Regions from separate parts of the Rattus norvegicus genome. Here region 2 is linked to region 1. A link is a contact called in public Hi-C data. All regions are on one chromosome and are shown on one strand. Each heading gives the region's core, a stretch centred on a gene start, on an enhancer-like site or on the middle of the called end of the contact. The rest is flanking DNA. Distances are from core to core; before and after follow the strand shown.

Region 1 (7,067 bases), core at 2,341-4,840:
ATACATACAATTGAAATTAAGTCACAACACAAACTTCCAGACACTTGCAAACAAGTCCTCTGGATTGCTCTCAACAAGTGTAGTAATGAATGGCCCATGGCCTGAAACAAATGGGAAACCAAGCTGCCCTCTTCTCATGTCCCCATGACTGACGAGTGGAGCAATACGGGGCAGCCCAAGCCCCAGGAAAGTCCACCTGGATGGGGAGGGCTGTGAGGGTGTGCGAGGGGGTGCAAGTGGGGTGGGCTGGGCTGTGGGGGTGGCTGTGTGTGAGTGTGTGTGTGTACATGCATGAGAGAGAGAGTGAGTATGAGTGTGTGTGTGTGTGTGTGTGGTGTCTGTGTGTGTGTGTGTGTGTGTGTGTGGTGTGTGTGCTGGGAATGTAGCTCAGTTAGCAGGGTGCCTGCCCAGAACTCACAAAGCCATGTGTTAATCACCAACACAACTTGAACCCGGTGGTAGTGCACACTCATTACCTCTGCACTCAGAAGGCAGAAGCAGGAAGGTCAGGACTGATAGTTGTCCTTGGCTACACAGAGGGTTCAAAGCCCACCTGAGCTACAGGAGACCCTGCCTCCAAAAAAAAAAAAAAAGAAAAGAAAAAAGAAAAGAAAGAAAATCAATACCAAGTGTTGGTGAGCATGCAGACAATTTGGAACATCCCTTGCTGCTGGGATTGTAAAATGGCACAGCTACTTTAGAAAACCTCTAGCCCTAGCTGGGAACTGAACGCTGATGGCTCCTGAGGTGAGTCAGTTTTCTTTAGGGTTTGGCACTCGGGACCACACTGTAATAGGCAGCATACACTGCTATCAGTAGGCTACTATATGGTGGTGGTGTTGGTGGTGGTGATGGTGGTAGTGGTGGTGATAGTGATGGTGGTGGTGGTGATGGTGGTGGTTGTGATGGTGGTGGTGGTGGTGAAGGTGGTGGTGGTGATGGTGGTGGTGATGATGGTGATGGTGGTGGTGGTGATGGTATTGGTGGTGGTGATGGTGGTAGTGGTGGTGGTGATGATGGTGATGGTATTGGTGGTGGTGATGATGGTGTTGGTGTTAGTGATGATGTTGGTGGTGATGGTGGTGACGGTGATGGTGGTGATGATGGTGGTGGTGGTGATGTTGGTGATGTTGGTGGTGGTGGTGATGGTGGTGGTGGTGATGGTGGTGGTGGTGATGGTGGTGGTGGTGATGGTGGTGGTGGTGATGTTGGTGATGTTGGTGGTGGTGGTGATGGTGGTGGTGGTGATGGTGGTGATGGTGATGGTGGTGATGTTGATGGTGTTAGTGATGATGTTGATGGTGATGGTGATGGTGGTGATGGTGATGGTGGTGGTGATGGTGGTGATGATGGTGGTGGTGGTGATGTTGGTGATGTTGGTGATGTTGGTGGTGGTGGTGGTGGTGATGATGGTGGTGGTCATGGTGGTGGTAGTGGTGGTAATGGTTGTGAGGACAGTGTTGATGGTGTTGATGGTGTTGATGGTGATAATGGTGATGGTTATGATGGTGATGGTGGAGGTGATGGTGATGGTGGTGATAGTGGTGATGATGATAATGATGGTGGTAGAAGAGGACATAGGTTATCAATGATGTCCTTCTGGAGGACTAGTTCAATGCCCAGCACCCAAAAGGCAGCTCGCAACTGTCTGTAGCTCCAGTTTCAAGGGATATGAACACTGCATGCAATGCACACAATACTCCAGACATGCATGCAGGCAAAACACCCATTACATAAAATAAAATTTAACTAATCAGTTGGCTATAAAAATAGATCTTTGGAAAAGAGAGATGGCTGGCAGTTAGAAGCACCAGCCGCTCTCCCAGAGAACAGAGGTTTAGTTCCTGGTACCCACACGGCAGCTAACATCCATGTGTGACTATAGTTCCAGGCAACATGATGCCGTCTTCTGGCCTCTGTGGACACTGTGACCTCAAACAGATCACAGACACACATGCAGGCAAGACACCCATAAACGTAAAAACAATGAAATGTTTTTTAAAATATATACACACATTATTCTAAATAGCAAGAATAGGCCGTTCATCCTGCACAGTGACTTGAAATTCATATTGCGTGTGCAGTGAAGGTTTTCTCATGTTACATTTGTTACACTGTACCCTAGAGGTGGTGATGATACCGATGAAGGTGACAGACATTTGGCGTGATGGCCCACATCTGTGATCACAGCACCAAGAGCGCTAAGCCAAGGTGATCAAGTCTAGGCCAACACGAGCTACACCCTGAGTTCAAAGCCAATCCATGATGCTCAGCAAGAACTTGTCTCACAGAAAAGTAACAGCAGCAGCAGACGGCAGCTGACATCAGGGCACCACACCCAAAGCCACTCTAGTGCTTTACACACTGACTACCTAGTCCTTACACACTGACTACCTAGTCCTTACACACTGACTACCTAGTCCTTACACACTGACTACCTAGTCCTTACACACTGACTACCTAGTCCTTACACACTGACTACCTAGTCCTTACACACTGACTACCTAGTCCTTACACACTGACTACCTAGTCCTTACACACTGACTACCTAGTCCTTATACACTGACTGACTACCTAGTCCTTACACACTGACTACCTAGTCCTTACACACTGACTGACTACCTAGTCCTTACACACTGACTACCTAGTCCTTACACACTGACTACCTAATCCTTACACACTGACTACCTAGTCCTTACAACCACCTTATGCAGTGACTTCTGCAGTACATCCCTTTCACAGACGAAGAAACTGACTGGAGATATCACCGTTTATCTTATCTACCAGCTGGTGGTATATTTTTCATTTCATGCTTTGTTCCAGGAAACATCCTCATGCACAGAACTCTAAGAGCCTGTGATAATTAACAATTATCTGAGTGGAAGAACTGTGAATCAGCAGACAATTTTATTTAAAAGTTGCCGTGCACAAAGCCTGTCCCACTTGGAAGCGAGGGGTAAAGCCCACATCCTCCCTAGGCCTCCCTGCTCACCACGCCTGCATATCCTCCTCAGTGGCTCCCTGTACTGACCGCAGCCCCAGAAACCTTCCTCACTGTGTCTGCTTCAGGAACCTACCCCCCACCCCACTCCCACCTCACCTCCACCCCCAAGGTTGCTTGGGAAATCCAGAGCCTAACCCACAGCATCTCTGCACACTAACAGGGTGGAAATAAAGGAGAGGCGAGAGGAGGATCTCCAGTGAAGAGCCAAGACACCTTTCCTGAGGGGACAGAAGGGCCCTCACTCACCTCAGCCTCTGCCAGACTGATCTGCCTCTCCAGATCCTCAGGGATCATCTTCCCTCTGGAAAAGAAAGATGAGTGAGTGGAGAAAACTCGGGTGCTCCAGACCAGGGGGTCACCTGACACAGCAGGGAAGGCGGAGGGGCTACGCAGAGGCCAGGGTGCAGACGGAACCTCAGCAAGGGGTGTGATGCTAGTGGGCACTGAGCGGCAGGAGCGGCAAGTGGTGGGGGAGGGGACGGGGTAAGGGCCTGAGGCCAGAGCATTTTGGCAAGTAGACGACACATTGTGCCCAGCTGGGTCAGGGCCATGTCGGCAGAAGGACCTTCACCTCTCATCAGCCTTGACCACTCGGACACTGTCGGTGCCAAGTCCCAGAAAAGCAGCTCCCTTGGTGATGGAGTAGTGGCACTGTGAAGAACACAGAGGCCAGGTCAGCATTACTTGAGCAGGCTGGAGGCACTGAGGATAGGAGGGCAGAGGCTGGCAGAAGCTGTGTGAGTTGCGATCGAAGGGGCCCTATGGCCAGGGTTTTCAAAGGATCTTGTTCTGTTTTGTTTTGAGACAGATTTGCTCAGTGTAGCTCTGGCTGTAGACTAGGCTGGCAAGATTCGCCTGCCTCAGCCTCCTGAATGCTAGGATTAAAGGCATGGACCACCGCACGGCTCAAGTGTTCTGTGAAGGAGCTGTGTTGGATTCCAGTTAAACAGAGACTTAGAGTTGGCGGGGCCTGAGACTCTGCATTTCTAATAACCTCCCCGGTGATGCTGGTGCTGCTGGACCATAAACTTCCCTCAGAGGTGAGACCTGTATCTACTGCACTTGTCCTATCCTAACCCCAAGAAGGCAAAACAAGCACAAGCACCTATCTGGCCTCCGTGGAAGGAAGCAGGCCCTTTGAGTGCAGGAGGATGACTGGAAGGGTCTCTGACTGAGCTGGGCAGAGGTCAGACTCAGGAGTCCCGGGTCAGGTCTATGCTGCTTCCCTACCCCCTACTCTTTCCTACCTCCTTTGAAGTGAAGAGGGCCAAGGGTGGCAGGGCCCGGAGGCCCCTCTGCTTGCAGTCTGGGTAGCGCTGAAAGCGGGCCAGGTTTATGGCGTACATGTTAGAGATGGAACCACCTGTCACAGGCAGGGTGGGAGAAGGAGGGAAAGACGGTGAGTCAAGACTGACATTTCCTTCCCCTGACCTTTCCGTCCAGAACTGATCAAAGCAGCAGGCATCACATTAGCTCCCAATCCATGAACTCCTGGGGTTCACAAATAGCACCCCACATTGAACAGCCTCAGGACATAAACCCTCTACACCCTGAGCTGCCCGGTAGGGACACTTTCCCTCCCCATACGACCCTAGAGCATTCCTGGCCAACAACAAGATAAGGGGACTAGGAAGCTCCTCCACAGTCCAGCCCAGTGGAGCCAGAGAAGAAACAGCCATTACCCCTCCACACCGGTTACACAGAACAAGAGAAAGTACGGGAGGCAGACCCTTTACCAAGACCCAAGGGAAGCCCCCTTCTCACATACCAGGACAGAAGACCCCATCCCCAGTGTTCCAGCCCACAAGGGCACGGAGTTTCTTCAGCACCTCCTCTTCCATGAGCACAAACACGGGGGCAATCTCATATGTGTACCTGCCAGAGGACATTGGTGACAGAGGCTGAGATGAAAGCACGGCCCAGCTAAGTCTTCAAGCTAGGGGACACAGAGGGCTGAATAAGGCTCCCAAGAGAGAAATCGATGGGTATCAAAGAACCAGAAAGCTCACATGAGGAAAACAGTGGGGTCAGGAGGCATAAGGAGGCTGGCGGAGGAGCTCAAGGGACAGACAGCAGGGGAAACATTCTGTCTGACAAGAGGCATCAGTAGAAGATGGTGGCAAGTGGCAGAAACCATTCTCCTCTCCTACCCAGATGGTTCCTCCCAGCAAACCCAGAAGGCCCAGATGGCTCACTGGCTGGTATTGAGGCTCTCCGTAATGATGCGCCCGGCCAGAGCATGGGGATCTAATCCTGAGAAGAGCTGGTTGAAGAACCGGGGGTGACCTGCGGAGGAGGAGCAGGCAGAGGACTCAGGTTGGAACTGGGTCCTGGCACCCGAAAGCCCTCCCGCCAGGCTCCCAGGCACACCAGTCTTGACACTGTAATGAATCACAGCCCGGCAGCGCTCCAGGATCCGCTCCCTAGACTCGCCCTGGCTCTGCAGCTCCAAGTCCAGCAGCTGCTTGAGCTCTTCAGGCTCCTTCCATTCGCAGACCTAGGAGGAGAGGCCGAGAGGCAGGCTCTTAGACCCCGGCTGAGATCTAGCCGGAAAGTAACAGGTGTAAGGCATCAGCAACTTGCAATTAGAACAGGTCAAGGATGTTTTCACAAGTGTACCCAAGCAAGGGGAAGCAAAAGATATAAGACCCAGAGTGCCATCATGAGGTACACCAGGGACAGGGGTGAACTCAATGAAGTCAAGTTTACAAAATGACAGGCAGGAGGAGGAGGGAGACAGAGCCCACCTTCTCAGAGGCATTGGTCCCCTTCCGAATGGCCTCATCTACGACAATCCCAAACACGTCCCGGAGCAAAGCCTCCACAGCCACAGGGTCCCCATCCAGGGTTCTGAGTGGTTTTGAGTCAGCCATCAGGGTGAAATCTGCAAACAGGGTCGAACCATTCTTCATTCAGCCTGCAGGCCCCACCTGGACACAGCAAGGCCTTCTACCTGGTAAGGGGCTGAGGTCCTGGCTGAGTTCAGATGAGGGCAGTGGCAGGCATCTGAGGAGATGGAGGGAACAAAGAGGGGAAAGGCACCCAGCACAGAGCAGGTGGGGGACTTACCTTCCAGCTTCAGGAAGGTTCAGAGAGGGTTCAGACGCGCTGGTGACAAGGTACACAATGGACTTCTCAGAACAGGACTAAGACAGCAGAGGGAGCAGGGTAAAGCCAGAGTCACATGGCAGTGGCATTACTCTCATGACCCTTGCCCGAAAGAGAACTTTTACAGATTTGGGACGGGGACAGCAGCTAAGTTCCCTGCATAATCATTAGCTGACAGAGAAAGGCGGAGCATGAGAAGCAGGTGGCATGCTCCTGCCTCAGGGAGAAGGAATTCCCCTGTGAATCCAAGTGCTCAGGGAATGGGAGAAGGCTGGAGGAAGGCAAGGGCAGAGGGGTCCAGGAAACAGGCCAGGGAGCAAGCCACCCACCCCATAACTCAGACTTTCCAGAACTATCCTAGTTTTCCCTAATCATCATCTTCCTCTTCCTCCTCTTTCAATTTTTGAGACAGGTTTTCTCTGGGTAGCCCCGGCTGTCCTGAAACTCACTCTGTAGACCAGGCTGGCCTCGAACTCACAAAGATCTGCCTGCCTCTGCCTCCGGAGTGCTGGGAGTGCTATTTAAGGTTGTTTAAGGCTGCATGTATCAGGCTGGCCTCCAACCTGATGGACAGCCAACGATGATTTCTGAACCACTCACTTCCTGCATCTACCTCTCGAGGGCTGGGATTACAGGAATGAGCGACCATGCTCAGTTTACATCATTCTGGGACTCAGACCCAGGGCTCTGTGTGTTAGGCAAGCAGCGTACTAACTGAGCTCTATCCGTACCCCCTTCTCTTTAAACAGAGACCTCGGCAGAGCCGGGGCTTGCCTTAACACTCCAATCCTCCTGCTTTCCTGTGATTTGACAGGCCTATGTTGTCAAAGCCTCCTCTGCCCTGGTTTCTGAAGTCCTCTCAAAGAGGCCATGCTGAGGAAGCACCATGTTATACAGCATGAGCCTTTGCCCTCCAGGTTAGGAAGAGAGCCCTGCTCTGCTGGACACAAGACAC
Region 2 (7,067 bases), core at 2,692-5,191, 42 kb after region 1:
GTTCGGTCCCCAGCCCCGGAAAAAAAAAAATCCAATTAAGGGCTGGAGAGATGGCTCAGCAGTTAAGAGCACTGTCTGCTCTTCCAAAGGTCCTGAGTTCAATTCCCAGCAACCACATGGTGGCTCACAACCATCTGTAATGAGATCTGATGCCCTCTTCTGCTGTGTCTGAAGACAGCTACAGTGTACTTATATATAATAAATAATTTTTTAAAAATCCAATTAAAAAATAAATAAAAGGCTGAAAATGTTGCAGAAAGAAAGAAAGGAAGAGGGCTGGAGAGATGGCTCAGCAGTTAAGAGCACCCGACTACTCTTCCAGAGGTCCTGAGTTCAATTCCCAACAACCACATGGTGGCTCACAACCATCTGTAATGGGATCCCGATGCCCTCTTCTGGTGTATCTGAAGACAGCTACAGTGTACTTATATATAATAAATGAATAGATCTTTAAAAAGAAAGAAAGAAAGAAAGAAAGGAAGGAAGAAAGAAAGAAAAGAATGTAGAAGCAGCAGGTGTCACAGAGCAGGTGCTTTGGAGGGGGCTTGTTTATTTTGATTCAAGGTCTCTCTATGTCGCCTGTCCTGGAAGTGGCTCTGTAGACCAAGCTGTGCTCAAACTCAGAGCTCTGTCTGCCTCTGCCTCCTGAATGCTGGGATTAAAGGTGTGCATTACCACCACCTGGCAAGGGGGCGCCTTTGAACCATGTGGGGAAAAATCATTACAGAATGAGGAACAGGAACGTCGCATCTAGATTATCCAGAAACACTGTGTTGAGATGGTAGGTAGCATAAGGGCAGTGTCCAGGTGGGCGGCTGTCTGTGTGAACAGTCTCTTAGATTCTGCGCCTCAGCTGGCCTTTGTGTACAGCATGGGATCCTCCAACGGTCAATCCTAAAGGCCCTCGAGCTTAGACCTAGATGAGTATCTCTTGGGAGAGATGTCAAGATCCAATACTGGGAGATTCTAAGGCGGTGGTGGAAGCTAAAGGTAGTGACAAGGGCTGGCAGGGTCTGGGTAGCACATGCTCACCTATGCGCACAGAATGGGTGACCTCCCGCAGCCGGAGCAGCAGGGCTTGCCCGAGCTGTCGCACACGTTCCAAGTCGTCCTTCATTGAATAGCTCAGGTCCATAAGGTAGTACAGGTCCACGGGATATCCCGCAGCTCGGAGGAAGCGGACCCGGAATTTCTGGGGCTCCCCTGATAGAGAAAGGGAGGCTCGATTCTGCAGCCCAATGCATTCGAGGCCAGCACAGACTTGCACCCTGTGCCGCCCAAGACTCACCTGGTCGCAACGTGACGCGGATCCGCTGCGGGGCCAGCTGGGTGGCCCCCTCGCCGCGGTCTCCCTGGCTGAGTGGCCTGTCCTGCAGCACCTCCTGGTGGCCTCTCGGCTCCTCCAGCTCCTGCTCGGGGCACCCGCGGGCCAGTAGCTCCTCACGCCGCGCGCAGCGCCTCGCCTCTGCCTCCCCCGAGGCAGTGAAGTTCTGTACACCAAGAGGAGGCACACTGAACCCCAGCTCCCACGGTTCTCAACCCGACTACCAACACCATCCTGCAAACCCCACCGCCTGCAATCACCTACACATCCCGCTCTGTTCTCAACCAGCTTTCCAGAGCCCTGATTATTTTCACAGTTCACGTTCTCCACAGCTACTTGGAAAACCTATAGTCCTTTCTTCTTCATCAGCACCCAACTTCCTGTAGCAGTCCCTCGCCCTTTTCCTGATCTCAATTCCCCTTTCCCCACAGCCTCCCACCTATCCTTTCTCACTAGAGCCACAGACTTCCGGTTGAGATCTCTGGGACCTCAAGGATACAGAAAAACCACCCCGTAGTCCAACTTCCCCTGCATGACCAGATTAAAATAGGAAGGGGGTCGGTCAATCACACCAGTTTCTGGGAAGGAGGATGATAAAGACAGACACGTCCGCGCACACGCGCGCGCGTACACACACACACACACACACACACACACACACACTCACTACGTCTGGTACCCTACACTGACTGACAAGCCACAGGGGAAGGAAATGGTTAGGTGGCTTCTCGGTGGGCATTGGTGCCAGCCCCTAGGGAACGGAAGAGGTAGACACAGATCAGAGGCTGTCCCCAGAGTCTTATCTCTCTAGCCACTGTCTAGAACCTTTACCTCCCTGCCTACAGAGTCTATCTTCCAGTTTCACTATCAATGGTTTCGTGGTCCCTTTAGGCAGTTGTAAATATGGCTGCCTGTCAGTGTGCCCTATATCTTACTTACCAAGTCTGCACTGATCTAAGTCTCCATCTTCCTGTGAGAGACTGCTGCTGAAGCTCTTCTTGGAGCACTTCCTCTTTAAGGCATCCATCAAGAACAGCATTTTTTTGACCAGCAAGGATTACACACTCCGCAGCATCCTTTGTCCCTCAGGTACCCCAGGGCTTCCCACTGGCCTCCTCCCACCAATCTCACCTAAGTCCACAGGCTTTTGGAAGCCTTCATTTACTTCCTTCTCCAAGTTGCATGCTGGGAAATAGTGATCCACACATTCATACCTGAGACAGACTCAGAAGCCCCATCATGTACATTCTGCTATGGACTGGATTCTTCTTCCAAATTCTCTGTGGTTATCTGTCTGTCCCTCTGTCTGTCTGTCCCTCCATCTGTCTGTCCATCCATCTATCTATCTATCTATCTATCTATCTATCTATCTATCATCTATCCATCTATCTACTGTCTGAGACAGAACCTCAATATGTAGCTCTGTCTGTCCTGGAATCTGTGTTGTAGACCAGGCTGGCTTCGGACTCACAGAGACCTGCTTCCTCTGCCACCCAAGTGCTTGAATTAAAGGCATGTGCCGGGGTTGGGGATTTAGCTCAGTGGTAGAGCGCTTGCCTAGGAAGCGCAAGGCCCTGGGTTCGGTCCCCAGCTCCAAAAAGAAGAAAAAAAAAAAAAAAGGCATGTGCCACAATTCCCCACCTGGGTTTAATGTTTAACTCTCGTTGTGATGGTATGTGAAGTGAGGCCTTTGGGCAATGGTTGGGTTTAGGTGAAGTCCTAAGGGTGAGACCCTCACGATGGGATGTGCCCTCTTCAGATGCGACAGGAAGGGCTGGAGAGGTGGCTCAGTGGTTAACCTCACTCACTGCTCTTCCAGAGAAACACAAGTTCAGTTCCCAGCACCCGAATGGTGGTTTACATGGTAACTCCACTTCTAAGGGATCCAATGCCCTTTTTTTGTCCTTGACAGATGCCTGCAGACATGGGGTGCACATCCACATACTAACACACGTTCACATAAAAATAAATATCATTTTAAAAGAATCCACAGCAAAGGGACCCTCTCCCCAAACCCCAATTCCCATGTAATAATATAACAAGAAGGTGGCCCATCTCTAAGCCAGGAAAAATCGTCCAGAGAGAACCAAACGGGCCAGTATTTTGCTCTTGAATTCCAAGCCTCTCAATTCATAAGAGATATTTTTCTGTTCCATATTGTCACAGAATTTAACTGGCCAGGCCACTTTCTCACATGCAGAAGCATGAACTCCCACAAGGACATCTTCCTCTGAGCTCATGGGTCACGGGTTCCGTCCACGTATGCACAGAAACTTATGTGCATATGAGTCACACGTCGGAATCCTGTCTGTCCAAATTCAGCCACACGTGAGACTGAAGAGTATACCCAGAAAAAGCACAAATATGCCCACCCAACACGCACCCCACGTGTTCAGGGGCCGCAGACCCATGTTTACCAGTTGCTTGCACCATGCACAGCTGGGGTGTGAGAGTATACACTTCTGGCAGGAAGGAGCTGGCTGGCAGGATCCCTGTGGAGACAGGTCAGGATCCTCCCATTCTGTGGTCTCCCCTGAGGACGTAATCTTGGTATCTAACTCACTCTGACCTCCGCCCAGAACGAGCAGAAAAATGAGAACAGTTGATGAATCCACCATGGCCTGTAATGGAATATAAAGACAGACACATGGGTCCTCAGGGAGGGCCCAAGCTCTGGTCCTCTAAACTTAGCTTGTGGTTGCCAAGCCACACCTTACCCCAGCTCGGGATCTCTCCTCAGTTTCACATCCCTCTATGGATTCAGCAGCTTTTCCAAAATGGTGGGAAGGGACAGATGCCAGAGCAAGGGAGGGGTCTCAGAAACCTATCAGCCTTTGTATAGGCTTCAGGTACCCAGGGTGGACAGAGTAGCTTAAGGAAGGGTCTGTGAGCTGTGGAGATGGCTCAGTGGTTAAGAGCACTGGCTGCTCTTCCAGAGGGCCTGAGTTCAATTCCCAGCAATCACATGGTGGCTCACAACCATCTGTAATGGGATCCGATGCCCTCTTCTGGTGTGCATGAAGACAGCCACAGTGTATTCACATACATAAAATAATAAAATCTTAAAAAAAAAAAAAAGCCCTTCCATCCTGGATTCCATTCGCAGCACCCACATGGTATGCCAGCTCACAACTTTCTGTATCTCTAGTTCCAGAGGATCCAACATACTCTTCAGCCTCCAAGTCATGCATGTGGTACATAGATGTACATACAGTAAGAAGCACTCATATTCACAAAATAAAAATCAATAAAATCTAAGGGGGTGGAAAACCACACACTGTTTTCTGGAAAACCTGAATTCTATTCCCAGCCTGCTTCAGGCATCTCACCACTGCCTGTAACTCACTCTCCATGGGCATCTGAATCCATATGCACATATCCACACAGGTACACCTGCATATGCATACTTTTTGTTGTTGTTGTTGTTGTTGGAACTGAGGACCGAACCCAGGGCCTTGTGCTTGCTAGGCAAGCACTCTACCATTGAGCTAAATCCCCAAACCCCACATACTTTTTTTTAAATCCAGTGGTACATGTGGGAGGCAGAGACAGATAGATCTCTGTGATTTTTGAGGCCAGCCTGGTGTTCGCAGTGAGCTACAGGCAAGGCAGGGTTATGGTTATACAATGAGATCTCTCTCAAAAACAAAAAGAAGGCAGGAAGGAAAAAGGGTGGGACAGTCTGGAACAGAAACATCTGCACCCCAATCTTTTCCAAGCCGCAGTTCAGGCAGCACCAGATTCTATCCCACCTAGATCCCTCAATGGTTCCGTAGCACACCTAGCACTGCCTGCCTCTCCACTTCCCCCGCCTCAGTCTCCATATCTGTTAAGTGAAGGAATTGAGTAAACTTTATTCGGCAGCCTTCAAGTCTAGAAGAGCGGAAGAGAGGCGAGGAGTAGAGATGGGGACGTGTGTGCTCAGGGAAAGGTGGCTTCACACAGGGAACGCAGTAGCCAGAGGAAGGATGCCTAAGAAGAAATCCCCCTTTGATGTTGGGATTTATATTTCATTTTATTATTGTGTCTGTGCACCACGTGTGTGGCTGGTACCCTTGGAGGGCAGAAGAGAGCATCCGATCCCTGGAGCAGAAGTTATAGATGGTTGTAAGCTGTCATGGAAACCGAACCCAAGTCCTTGAGAAGAGCCTCTTAGTCACTGAGCCTGATACATTATATCTGCTATATCTCCAGCGTGGTGCATTTAGCTTAGTTTTGTTTTGCATGTTATTCTCCTTGGTAGCAGAGAGCATGCACAGAGCACAGCATGTTATAGCGTGTTTGTGGAGGTCAGAGGACAACTTGTGGGACAGGGCAGCAAGCTTGTCATCTGCAGGCATATTTGCTCACTAAGTAAACCCTCCGGTTGCTTTTCTGTTGTTGCTTTGGTGTTGGTGTTTTGGAGACAGGGACCTGGCTGGCCTGAGCCTCACTGTGTAGCCCAGGCTGGCCTTGAACTCATGGCTTTACCCTTTCAAGTACTAGGATGACAGGTGTGAGTGGCCATACCCAGCCAAATTTTCTGTAGCTGAGAGTTCAGTGGTGGGAAGTGTGATTATGCGTAAGGTCCTAGATTGCACCACAAACATTGATTAGTTAGTTAATTTTTTTTCTTTTTTTTTTTTCCGGAGCTGGGGACCAAACCCAGGGCCTTGCGCTCGCTAGGCAAGCGCTCTACCGCTGAGCTAAATCCCCAACCCAGTTAGTTAATTTTAAAAATTGATCAGGCCCAGCTGGCTGTGGTGGCACACACCTTTAACCCCAGAGACCTGAGAGGCAGAAGCCAGCCTGGTCTACCAATTGAGTTCCAGGACAGCCAGGGCCACACAGAGAAACCCTGTCTCGAAGGAAAAAAAAATTTTAAATGAGTAAAAACTGAATGGGTGATGGTTCAAAAATAAAAGGTGTTGGATGGGGCAATGCATGCTGTTATCCCAGCACCGGGAGACGGAGGCAGGAGAACAGGGGTTCAAGGCCAGCCTAGACTACATGTCTCAAAAGACGTTTGAGGGGCTGGGGATTTAGCTCAGTGGTAGAGCACTTACCTAGGAAGCGCAAGGCCCTGGGTTCGGTCCCCAGCTCCGAAAAAAAGAACCAAAAAAAAAAAAAAGACGTTTGAATTAATCAAAAATAAATAATCAAAACGATGTGGCACTGACATAAAGCTAAGTGTGTGCGTTAGCGGTCTAGACCTGTAGATAGAGGTAGGTTGGATCTCTGTGAGTTTAAGGCCAGCCTGGTCTACTTGAGGAGTTCTAAGCCAGCCTGGGCTACATAGAGAGATACTGTCAAAAAAAAAAAAAAACAAGAATTTCCTTTTAAATTCCCATTGTGATGAGCGTCATATTCAATCATTTGGGGTCTGATGAATGTGGCTGCCTAGCCCAGTGTCTGCGTAGCATGTTAAAACCCCTCCTTTCGGGGCTGGGGATTTAGCTCAGTGGTAGAGCGCTTACCTAGGAAGCGCAAGGCCCTGGGTTCGGTCCCCAGCTCCAAAAAAAAGAACCAAAAAAAAAAAAACAAAAAAAAACCCTCCTTTCCACCTTCAACTTCACATAAAAACTTAATAGTTTCTTCCCTTCCTTTTAGGTTTTTGTTGTTGCTGTTGGATTTACTCCTTTTACTTGATGTGTATGTAAATCGTTGCACTACACTCGTACCCTCAGAGCTCAGAAGAGGCGTCAGGTCCCTTGCCACTGGAGTTATGGATGGTTGTTAAGCGATATGTGGATGCTGGGGGGCA

What was found. A called contact is a pair of places that touch in the nucleus more often than the background predicts.
Region 2: a Hi-C map of liver shows a contact between it and region 1, with 2.9 times the contacts expected there. The contact joins the promoter of Itgb7 here to the enhancer-like site in region 1. A contact is called at or near these places in 11 of 12 Hi-C or Micro-C datasets (the A7r5 cell line, the Rat2 cell line, Schwann cells and 7 more).

The regions. Positions count from the first base shown.
Region 1 is chr7:135,193,536-135,200,602 of GRCr8, forward strand. It overlaps Csad (cysteine sulfinic acid decarboxylase), which reads right to left. Exons shown (of 16, transcript NM_021750.3): 2 at 6,074-6,150; 3 at 5,752-5,888; 4 at 5,375-5,501; 5 at 5,200-5,290; 6 at 4,773-4,879; 7 at 4,252-4,367; 8 at 3,576-3,655; 9 at 3,251-3,305. The coding sequence starts at 5,877. Among named protein-coding and RNA genes, the nearest start is that of Csad, 19 kb to the right of the region's middle. Within about 2 kb of position 3,591, at least 6 of the 93 cell types and tissues checked have an H3K27ac peak or open chromatin away from gene starts, as enhancers often do. A contact at or near this core is called in liver, where this site is marked.
Region 2 is chr7:135,235,130-135,242,196 of GRCr8, forward strand. Itgb7 (integrin subunit beta 7) reads right to left here and starts at 3,942. Exons shown (of 14, transcript NM_013171.1): 1 at 3,742-3,942; 2 at 1,289-1,490; 3 at 1,033-1,203. The coding sequence starts at 3,942.